Regions from separate parts of the Mus musculus genome. Here region 2 is linked to region 1. A link is a contact called in public HiCAR-type data. All regions are on one chromosome and are shown on one strand. The core of a region is the stretch at or near the end of the contact, and the rest is flanking DNA. Distances in the headings are between cores, read along the strand shown. Region 1 holds the start of Il15 (interleukin 15). Region 2 has its middle 45 kb from the start of Gm25138.

The links. HiCAR-type assays count read pairs that join an accessible place to other places.
Region 2: a contact with region 1 is called in a HiCAR-type map of kidney, with 2.1 times the contacts expected there. The contact joins the enhancer-like site here to the promoter of Il15 in region 1. A contact is called at or near these places in 4 of 39 promoter capture datasets (the HPC-7 cell line, embryonic stem cells and liver), 6 of 484 Hi-C or Micro-C datasets (the G1E-ER4 cell line, liver, nephron progenitors and 1 more), 3 of 115 datasets of contacts at active chromatin or transcription factors (bone marrow-derived dendritic cells, bone marrow-derived macrophages and kidney) and 3 of 9 other capture datasets (adipose tissue, liver and pancreatic islet).

The regions. Positions count from the first base shown.
Region 1 is chr8:82,400,309-82,405,968 of GRCm38.p6, reverse strand. Il15 (interleukin 15) reads left to right here and starts at 3,383. Exons shown (of 8, transcript NM_001254747.1): 1 at 3,383-3,669.
Region 2 is chr8:82,450,871-82,456,631 of GRCm38.p6, reverse strand. No RefSeq gene overlaps it. Among named protein-coding and RNA genes, the nearest start is that of Gm25138, 45 kb to the right of the region's middle. Within about 2 kb of position 2,046, at least 6 of the 459 cell types and tissues checked have an H3K27ac peak or open chromatin away from gene starts, as enhancers often do. A contact at or near this core is called in kidney, where this site is marked.

The sequences.
Region 1 (5,660 bases), core at 2,134-4,633:
GGGGAGAGAAGAGGCAGAGAGAGAGAGAGAGAGAGAGAGAGAGAGAGAGAGAGAGAGAGAGAGAGAGAGAGAGATCTCCTTGAATCTAATTTATTTTTTCTTTGAGCATGACTACTAACAAATCACAACCAATGACCATTGTGTCCGCCTATCAGGGTTCTAGAATTTATATATTCTCTGAAAAGTTGCCAAAATTCCAAATGTCTTCACACAATCATAGAAACTATCTGCAGCTGGCAAAACCACACCTCTGCTAGAACAGGAGGTAAATCATTGTTAGCTGCTTCAGACTGTCAGCAGCCCCACATCACTACATTTTGGGATTAAAATGAAAGCATATTCTTATAATATTTCTGTGATTTATTTTAAAGAAATCAAAATTCCAGAATTGTCACTCCCCATGGTTTCAGAATTCTAAACACCAGCAAGTTGTTATGAGCCATGATACCCATCTAGTAATTTATTTTAAATACAGCAAAGTTAATCTTTGGGAAATCATCAGATGTTTTATTTAACTTCCCAAACTCTGACGTTCTTGTTCATTCTTTGAAAATGACTGCCATGGCCTCTTCTATGAGTTTAGTTAGTTTGTCCTCATCCCTTCTCCCATTGTAATTGTCAAAGTTTTCTTGAGGCAATTTCAAGATTATTCCATCAATCTTTGTCTTTCTTTTAATTTATGTGGTGGAATTTACTTGTTCATTGGTGTGAGTGATTTTCAATATCTTCCCAATGTGCCTGTGGCAAGTGAAAGTACAAACTGCATATATTAAAGTTCTGTTGGAGTGGAATGCAACCAAAACAAATTATGCCACACAGTGAATGTCACTGGACTGTGGGCACTTGTGAGTTATTTAAAAATTCCTCTTATATTTGTAATTAAGAAAACAAATTTGCCCTGCATGTTTGAGAGGCAATAGTAGGACAATGAATCCCATGGCAACAATGCTCTAATTGACTTCATTGTCATCAGCATTATTCTTACCACAAATGCATAAATGCCTCATATATCATTTACCATCTTATTTTGAAACCTACTGTATATATCTGAAGTGGGATCAGCAGTTAAAGGCCAGTTAATTGTTTTTCATATACTTAGAGTGCTCTGTATAGTTCATCTCATGAGGAAAGCACACTCTTAAGTTTCCTAAGTATTATGAAAATTCTCCAGTAGCTCAGAATATTTAATACTTGGTGGCTCAGAATATTTACTACTGCATGGTATAAAAGTGTATTGTTTAGGCAGGGATGCCTGATCAGTCCTGAGGATGACCAGCAGGGTCTGGATCCTAGGGCTGGTGAACATCTGCTAAAAGCAGCTGCCTCAGTTAGAGCACGTGGACAGAAGCGGACAACTGGGATGCATTGTATGTTCTGGCCAAAGCAGCAACCAGCCCTGCATGGAGGTACTGGGTGTAGTCCATGAAGTGTCTTATTGATGGTCATGTGATTCCTCTACCAGTTGAACAGCACACAGGAGACATAGGGCGATCTGGAGAGATGCGAAAGGAATCACCTTGCCGGGGTACACAGAGCTCTGTATTGGTCCAAGTTGAGGCATGAGATATTGACCTACTTGCTCACCTCTACATCACTCACATACTGTGATGTTCACTTCTAGTACATCATTGTGATGGAATTCAGTCCAGCTTCTGGCCTATTTTTATAGTGCATGCTCATTTCACGAAGCAGGGCTTCAGTGTGAAATGGAAAAGTGGTTGGGTTTGAAACTCATTGAAGCTGTTCAAGACAATTCACTGTATTATCCTGTACAAAAAGAATATTGATTTTAAAAATGTATTTGTATGTGTGTGTGTGTGTGTGTGTGTGTGTGTGTGTGTGTGTGTGTGTGTAAGTGCAGGTCCCTCAGGAGACCAATGCTGTTGGATCCTCTGGAGCAGGAGTTACAGCTGTTAGTGGATCATCTCAGTATGGTCCTGAGAATGGAAGTCCAGACCTCTGCAAGAACAACAAGCTCTTGAACTGCTGAGCAATCTCTCCAGTCAGATTTTTATGTTTCTTTAAATATAATTTATAATGGTAGTAAAATTTTAAATGGTTGTAAAATACACATTTTCACGATTTTTATTATAAGTAAATTTTGGTGTGATTGTTACCAAAACATGCATTATTGTTTCAAATATAAACCTTGAAGGGATACAAGATAAGTGTGTGAGAACAAACTTCCCATTACAATGATTTTATGTGGAATGCCACACACAGTTAATAATTAGTCGTTCAAATATTCTAGTTTTTACCATTTTTTAATGTAATACACAAAAACACAGAACATAGTTGTGTTTAACTAGGTGCCAAGGGCCTCATCGTTTTCTCCTGGCTTTCTCAAAAGCTTTGGGAACCGCAAGCCACTGAGTCTTTTCAATGATTCATCTGAATGCCAAAGCTGGGACCCCGGGCTCTCGGACTGTCTGGAATAGACACACAGTTGACATGGTTAACTCCTCCTCACTATAATCACTCCTAATTTCCAACTTAAAGATGCTGCCTTACCCACGCCTTGTTTCCCATCAAAAGACATGTGCAATGTTTTACATTCAGCTACAAATTAGGTTGGAAAAATGACCCAAGAGGGGTCAATTTAGTGGAAGTTTACTGTTCCCAAACAGGCCCCTCCTAGCAAGAGTTCAGAAAGAAACTTCCCTCTTCCAGACTCTGCAGCAGGTCAAGGGTTGTTTTGGAGGACCGCCCATTCCAGACCCAAGGTCCTTTTCCGTTTCCTCCCGGTACAGTCTCTGTCCAGATCTCCTCCGGGCTTCTATGGGGAAGCCAAACTGCCTCCCTGCAAGGCCAGTTGCTGTAGATGCAAGCAACCTGTGAACTCAGGCCAACTCCTTGAAACTTCACAGAGGCAAAGGCATTCCAGGACACACAGAGGCTGTGGCCAACTGCCCAGGGGGAGGAGACTGCTCTCTGCTCTCAGTTGCCCTTCAGGTTCTGCGCCCTGGGGACCTGGCAGTGGCAGAATCATGTGGGCACCTGGTAAGGTGGCCGGGACCATGTGTTCCTCCCGCAACCTCCCCAGGGTGTTGATCTCCGCCTCAGCTTGGGCTCTTTCTCTTTCACTTTTCTGTTAGCTGGGGTTGGGACTCCCCGGCTGGAAAGCACTGGGGGAAACCGGGGAAACCCCAGCTGATTCGCTCCTTGTGCCTTGATTGCTCCCGCTGGCTGCTGCCCTGCATCCTGCACCCTTCAACCAGAACCCGATGGAGGTACAGAATGGGAGGTGGTAGTGCTGGTGGTGGTGGATCAACAATGGAATTTTTTTTTTTTCCGAAAGCCTACGCCCCGGGCCCCTCCCAGCTCTGGCTCTGCTCAGGCACCCTTTTCCCCTCCAGCTGCCGGCCAGGCCGCCCCGCCCTCTTTCTTGACCAAGACTTCAATACTCAGTGGCACTGTATTCCCCTTCTGTCCAGCCACTCTTCCCCAGAGTTCTCTTCTTCATCCTCCCCCTTGCAGAGTAGGGCAGCTTGCAGGTCCTCCTGCAAGTCTCTCCCAATTCTCTGCGCCCAAAAGACTTGCAGTGCATCTCCTTACGCGCTGCAGGGACCTTGCCAGGGCAGGACTGCCCCCGCCCAGTTGCAGAGTTGGACGAAGACGGGATCCTGCTGTGTTTGGAAGGCTGAGTTCCACATCTAACAGCTCAGAGAGGTCAGGAAAGGTACTAACTCGGCTCTGCTTGCCACATTCTTTCAAACTTCTGGCCCCGGCGAATGGATGGCTGCTATGGACTTTCTTTCTTTCTTTCTCTCTCTCTCTCCTCTCTCCCTTTGCAAAAATTACTCACCTTTTCCTTGTTGAAGATGCGTTTTCTAGGGAAATAAATGTGCAGGAATGGCCATAGGTCTGGGTCTGTATTAGCAACAGCTTAGCTCAAGGCTTAATCAAAGCAGTTGTCTGTATGAAATACCAGATTGAAGGGAAGCAACGGGGAAGATTGTCCTGAAATAAAATCCTCACTCAAGCGGGCTTTAGATGAAAACCCAGCTAACTTTTTCAAGTGGGTTGGAGAGTGCAAAGTTGCAAGAAAGGGAAGCTCAAAAGAATGTCTATAGCCCCTCCCCCCTGCATTTAATATTATGTTAATGCCCAAACAATGTTAATGATCCAGGTTCCAGACAGAACCAGGCAGCGTCCTGACAGGTTTCAGACAGAACCAGAGACAGAGTCCCGCAGAAGCTGAAATGGAAATGAGGTGATTGGCAGCAGCTACTTTCCACTGGTGATTTTAAATTGATTTCTGATACTCTCATTGGTGGCGCCAGGGAGGCCCCATTGACCTGCCAGGACTCTCCAGTCTGAGCCGGTAAATAAACAGATTACTACGATTGCTGCCTCAAGTTAGATCCTTATCAACATTGAATGCTCACTAAAATTTAAAGGATTTCTTAAAGGAAGTTTAGAGGGATTGATAAGAAAGAAGCGACTCAAGAGGGAACATCAATATTAATAAAGGAGTAGAGACAAAACTATAGTTATTTTAGGCTTTTAGAATAAAAAAACAACAACAACAACAACAACAAACTCCGGAGTTTTACTTAAAATGTGGAAGGGTCAGAAATTGCTTCAGGCTTGTTATAAATGTGTCTGCTTCTCCTCTGATCTTTATGCTTCCCCTTTTCCCTTCTGGGAGTTTGCAGTCCCATTCTCACTCTAATGGCTCCTCTTGCCTTGTGATCTGTTTTGCAACATGATAGGGGGTCAGGTTTTCCCTAGTTCAGATCCCTGACAGGTTTCTAGTAGTTTAGATATTACTGCTGGCTGCTGATTGGCAGGCAGAGGCAGTGTACAGTGCGGTGGGAAGCTGCTTCTTAGAATTTTCCTGCAGATTGCTGGTGGGTTAAAGGAAAAATACAATGGTGCTTTCTTAGTTAAATCTTGTTTCAATTCTAAGAAGTGTCTGTGGCTATATTGCATAATATAACATTTGTCAAGGACACAGATTTATATATATATATATATATATATATACATATATATATATATATATATATATATAAACTAATTTTGAAGAGTTTTAGCAAAATGGCTTAAGGTTATTGAAACAATTTGGAAGCAGAATTTTGACCTTGGGAAGCACTTCATCTGAGGTGTGTGCTGCCGCTCTGTGATTTCAGCTCTGTGATTTCAGGGAAGCTAAAAAAAAAAAAAAAAAAAAAAAAAAAGGAGCTCTGTGGATTTTCCTGAGGGAACTATTTGTAACACCAATCAGCTTTTATAAATGGATATTTGACCCAAGGCTTTAAAACGTTTAGAATCTGGTCTCTGTTTATGTAACTTTTCTTCTGAATGCTGGTTAACCACAACCCAGGAAATAATGTCTTCATCCCACAGCCTGTTACATAAATAACAGTCAACAACTTAAATTCTAACCCCCCAATATTGTTCTAAGTGCACATGTGTTTAGAGAGTGTCATGCTAGACATCTGTTTATAAATATTCGTGTGTATGGCACATTTGCTAGAGTAACTCATTTGCAGGGAAACAGGTCTTGGGAGGGTTAATCTCTTCCACCCCAGACAGAGCTAAGATTGCAATGCTGATAAAAATGAAAGAATTTCCTATTCAACAGCTTCCCCACAGTTTTGACAGTGACAGTTACTAATTTATTTTGGGCCAATGTTGCTAGAATTTTGGCTTCT
Region 2 (5,761 bases), core at 797-3,296, 52 kb before region 1:
TCTTTCAGCAGCCTCAACTAAAAGCCCAGGCTTATAAATCCCACCTGTGTAGACTGTGACATTTTAGAAAATGTGAGGATTTCAAAGATTCTGCCAGTCCATGACATATGCAGGAACTTGGAGTTCATTGACTGAACCTCTCTACATTTATAGATCAATGAAAACATGTAAAGAGGTTTACTGACGTATAAACCAACAGAGGAAGAAAATCTATTACTAAAAATTCAAGATTTAGAATTTTTCTATTATTTTCACATGGGATTAGATGTATCTTTAGAAATATATGTAAAATATAATGATAAAATTCTGTGTAATATCAACTAGAATTGTTCGTATATTGTATTGTAACTTCTTGGCAGAAAGTAAAAATACAAGGGCAGTATCTCCTCATTAGAAGGTGTCAGAAATGCATGGCTGCCTGTAATACTCAGAAACTAATCACTGTAATTGACCACCATGCTAAGTTAGGGGAGGATAAGAGACAAATGATGAAGTCAGTAAGTACAGAAAAATCTCATGAAATTCATCTTAATAACATTTCTCAAAACTAGGAATAAAAAAGCACTTGACTTTATAAAGTGTATATATATATATATGTACTTTATATTTATTTATAGTGTGTGTGTGTGTGTGTGTGTGTGTTTGTGTGAAGTGGAGGCTGATGCTTATAATCTTAGCACAAGATGTTGAGGCAAGGGAATTCTCTGACTTTGAGGCCAACTTAGGTTACTTCTGTTCTCAACTAGCCTGGGTTACAGAGTGGGTTCTTGTGTTAAAACAAAACAAAATAACACAAACCCAGTTATGTTTGCTGGTGACATATTGAACAGTTTTGCCTCAATTTTAGAAGAGAAGTAAAGAAATTCAAGTCTGTTAGATAATTCACAGTTTATATTAGCCAATGCAGTAAGATAGCTAAGCCAACCAGTACTGATCATGGCAGGTACTGATGGAAATGTGACTTCACAGGCTGAACGTCTCATTTTCACTGGTAAGAGAATAAATAACCCCACTAGCCCTGGAAGCAAAATGCCACTTTGTTTTTAAGTTAGATATGTCTGTATGTTTGTATTCCATAATACATCATTTTTACTTTAAAGTGGGGAATAGAAAATAAAACCACACATTCAAAACAATCCTATACATAAAATTTTATAGTGGTTATAATTGCAGTCTCCCAGATATGAAAACAGTACACTTCAACACAGAGTTTGCTTACTCATAAGAATTTAGACTCTCAACATATACTGGACTCTAAAACAGCAAAAAACAAAACAAAAGCCTAGTAAAGTATGAATTCTGTCATGTTTTCCATGGTAGGAGGTGATTTACAAATAGTAAGTGATTGGCAATGTTCTACTTATTTTATTGATATTTCCATGGATAAATACTTTGGGCAGCTATATATTGAACAGTACATTTAAGGTGCATGAAATTTATTTTTAAACATTTGTTTATTTTTATTTTATGTTCATTGGAGTCTTGCCCGCATGTGTGAGGGAATCGGATCCCCCGGAACTGTAGTGACAGACAGTTGTGAGCTGCCATGTGGGTGCTGAGAATTGAACCTGGGTCCTCTGGAAGAGCAGCTAGTTCTCTTAACCTCTGAGCCATCTCTCTAGCCCCAAGGTGTATGAAATTTCTATGTGAAATATATACACTAATAAAAATAATAATATAAAAGGAAAAGATAAGAAAAAGGAAAATAAGATGGGACTATTTGTATGTTGTATAGTTTTGAATGATTTACGTCTACACAGGGGAATAAAGGGAAAGTATGTGTGGGGAAGCAGGCAGTGCTCTGTTGCTTAGCTTATGCTGAGAACACTCAGGTCACATATGTGTTGCTTATATTGGTATAAGAGGGAAAGTCTATTTTCTTAGGAATAACAAAAATATGTGCAGAAGAACCAGAAAATACAATGACGTAAGAGAAAGAGAAAGAGAATGAGGGGGCAGCTTTCCAGGATCTTAACAATTCACCAGTGACAATGAAAGATTGGCTTGGGCAGTCAAGCACGGGTGATGTACACTACAGTGAGAAAGCAGAGACATTTGACAGAGACAAACCAGCGTTTCAGGCCTTGCCTCGTACTTTCCTCCCCACTTCCTATCTTTCTGCCAGTCGGCAGACTTCAAGGGCCTGTTTTCTCCCTTCCCTGCCAATCTGGACAGGCTCTCCCTTTATAAAAAAACAATGTATGATCAAGACTATCAAATAAGCCTCTTGGGACACGAAAAGTAAAATCAAACAAGTTGGGAAGGCCTTTTCATTTTAGACAATATCTGCTTTATAAGACCTTTCTCCTCCTGTAGACGAATGCGTTGCAGCCTGAACCCTGAACTGCTAAGGCTGACCTTTGGAATTAGAATCTTCTTTGAGACACAACCTTAGCTCAGCATTGGAAAGTGTGAGGCTACCAGCGAAGATGATTTAATGGAGAAATAAAATCAAGTTAATATTTACAAAATGCATTCCTGTATTATCTGCTTTTAACTTGGGCAAATATTTTATTGTGAGGAGCAGATTTTACTGCCAAATTGCATAACTGGCTTCACAAATGCTACCATGTTTGTGTGGGACCTTAGCTATTTCACCTCTCTGGTTTTCCATTCACCTACAAAGGTAAAGATGTTAGAATTGATACATAGAAGCCTGGCAAAGTCTTTTCAGCTACCCAAGGTCCTTTTTCCTAGCAGGTATACTAAAAGCTGATGGAAATACCTTACCAATATGCTGTTATTCTGAAATATCCAAATGCCCTCAAGCCTCAGATTTTCACATAGAGTAATTTATTGCTGTGAGATCCAGAAGACAAACTTCTGGAGACAGGGGTTTTATGGAATGCAATTCAAATTAGGCAATGGAGCCATGATGTCATAATATGTCTGAGGCAGACTCTACTAAGGATTGAAATAAGGCCCCTCCCTATAAAAACAAGGGGTTATGGAGAATGCTGTTTTCCTAAGAAAGCACATCCAGGATCTTAGTGATCTGCCACTAAAGCAGCTGGCGACTCAAAGAAGAGCTGGATGCTTTGAATAGACCGAAAGCCTCTGTGATGGGTGCAGTGTAGTGTTAAAGCGATCAAATGGGCATTGTGTTCATTGCTGATTACTACTCATGACCATAGTCCTGAGCTTTAGATGAGTTCACAACTCTACATATTCCACAAATGTTTTTCAAGTTAGGCATTATCAACCCAAATTCTAGAATGTGTGTAAGGATGATCATCTGCAAAGTTGGCAGCTGGAGGCTCGGAGCAGCTGGAGGCCTCCTGGAAGGCTCAGCCCAGTTCTGTCCTGTGTACAAGAGACTGACTTAATGACCATGTATAAACTTTAACATGTTGCAAACAGAGTTCAGAAAAAGATAGGTGTCCCTATTATGAGAATTAACAGATTGTAGGGAGCCCAGCCCCAGTGCATATATCTATATCATAACTCTTACATCCATGACTCAGGGACCATCACAAAACAGGAGTTAGACAGACCGTAAGAGCCAGACTTCTCAGAGGAAGTCAGCTGTGAAACAGTCCTTTCTAGAAATGGTTAGGTAAACAAGACCAGAGCTATGCCAATATCAACTGACATGTTAATGCAATGCAAACAAAAGACTACAGGTAACTGAAAGTATCTGGGAAAAGGAGAACTAGCCTCTCACAGACATGAGCTCCTATTTACTTTGTCTAATGCAGCATGGTCAGCCTTGAAACTATATACACATAAACAAAATGGACTCAGAAAGTTGTATTTATATATATATTTGTGACACATACATATACACACATATATGTATATGTATATACACACGTGTGTGTGTGTTTGTGTGTGTGTGTGTGTGTGTGTGTGTGTGTGTGCCTACAAAAAACTAATCAAATAAAAAGAGGCATCAGTTGGAAAGTGTTATGGCATGGAAGGGATCTGAGAGATAGAGTGGGTAACTGGGAGGTGCAGAAAAGGGAAAAGGGGAGGGAAGGGTTATGTCATCCTATCTCAATTAAAATGTATTTTCAAGAAACTGACATTAAAGAGTTAGTGAAATACTAAAAAGACTGTACTATGGCTGAGCATCCTGAATGCTGCCTTTAAATGGTTGTTAGTGGTATTTCTGAAAAGGCTGAGAAGGGCAGAGTGTTGTTGTACATTTGTAAGTGAAGGAGGACTTCAAATCAGAACTCCACATCCTGAATGTCTGACACCCATTTCTGCACTAGACAAAGAAAGAATCAGGGAATGAAAATGGGAGGTATAGTGAGTCCACTCTTCATCATTCCAATGCTGAGAGTAACAGCAACTCTTTGCTAAAACATGAGAGGGACCCAAGCAAGCCATGTGGGCTGGATTAATACACATGGAGAATCCAGTGCCTATCTCAGAGGAACAGCAACATTGCCACCGTGAAGCCTGACATGTTGAAGACATCCAGGCTGTGTGGAAATCCATTTATGTTTGGGGAGTTTTTGCTTGGTTTCTTTTTAAAATTCTGTTTGCCTAAATTCCTTTCAGTTTTATTTTAAAACACTGAAAGCTAGAATCCCCTGGGACGACTGAGAAGTTTCTCAGCGTGGTAGAGATATTTCTCCACACTTTTTATAAGATGAAGAACTTATCTGATGAGTTAAATCTTATCAAAGTCATGAACATTGAACTTTTTTGGCTATGAACAAGAGAATGTTTTCTTTAACAGTCATTGTATATACATACAAACATATGGCAAAAATATCACAAGCCAATACTCACAGATCCTTCTAAATAAAGGGCATGTCCTTACCACTATTTGTTAGTATTCAGAAATTTGAAAATTGCTGCCATAGAGTTCAAGCAAGATTATATCTGTGTTCTCAGGATGAGAGGAAGTAGGGTTAAGTGGGAACATTTAGCTTTTCTCTCCCATTTCTCTTCAATGCTTGGGAAGAGTGTTAGAAATAACCTAGAAATCAAAAGTATTCTCAGCCTCTCGTGCCCTCCTGCTATTACAGGGAGTCCCAAAGCACCAGATCTTAGATATTCTCAACAACATATATTTAGCTGTGGGCTTAGGTGCTAAGGTCAGCTGCTTACAAGCTTCCCCTTGACTTTTACATACTGTGGATCATTCCATAGCCTATGATGAGAATTGATAGGAGTCTCAGGAGGTTGACACTACATCAAAAACAATTGTTGAAGTAATGAGCGGGAAAGCCCTGGCTCTATGGCAGGAGATACTTATATCTAATAAAGGGACACAAATGGATGCCCACTATGGATATGGCATTCTGAGAGCCTGGTTTGATGCAGACTGTAAATCAGAGGTCATCTCTTAAGGTGAAGAACCACAGTATGAATGGAGCCCGTAAGAAACTCAGTCCTAGGTGTTCTTAACGTATATTGATGTAGATTAGTGGATGGAAAGGATATTGTGCTGGGATCCCGACAGTATCAAGAGCAGTTCAATTTAAGGATGCTGTGCTCATGTGTAAATAAGCACCTGTCCTACTCAGCTACCTGTCACTTACAAAGGGAGGAAGAAACTCCCAGAAACAATCAAAGGTCTATGGGCTGGCAGAAAAAGAATGAGCTATATGTGAAAACTATAGAGACCAAGGAATGCTAGAAGTGGAAGAAATGGTCTTCTCCAGGAAAGAATCCCCCATCAGGTTACCCAAGTGGTAAGCCTAAAACCATATACACATGAGTAACATTATACAGACCGAGCAAGTTGTATTTGTATATTTAGGAGTGTGTATGTGTGTGTGTGTGTGTATGGCAATGAAGAAAG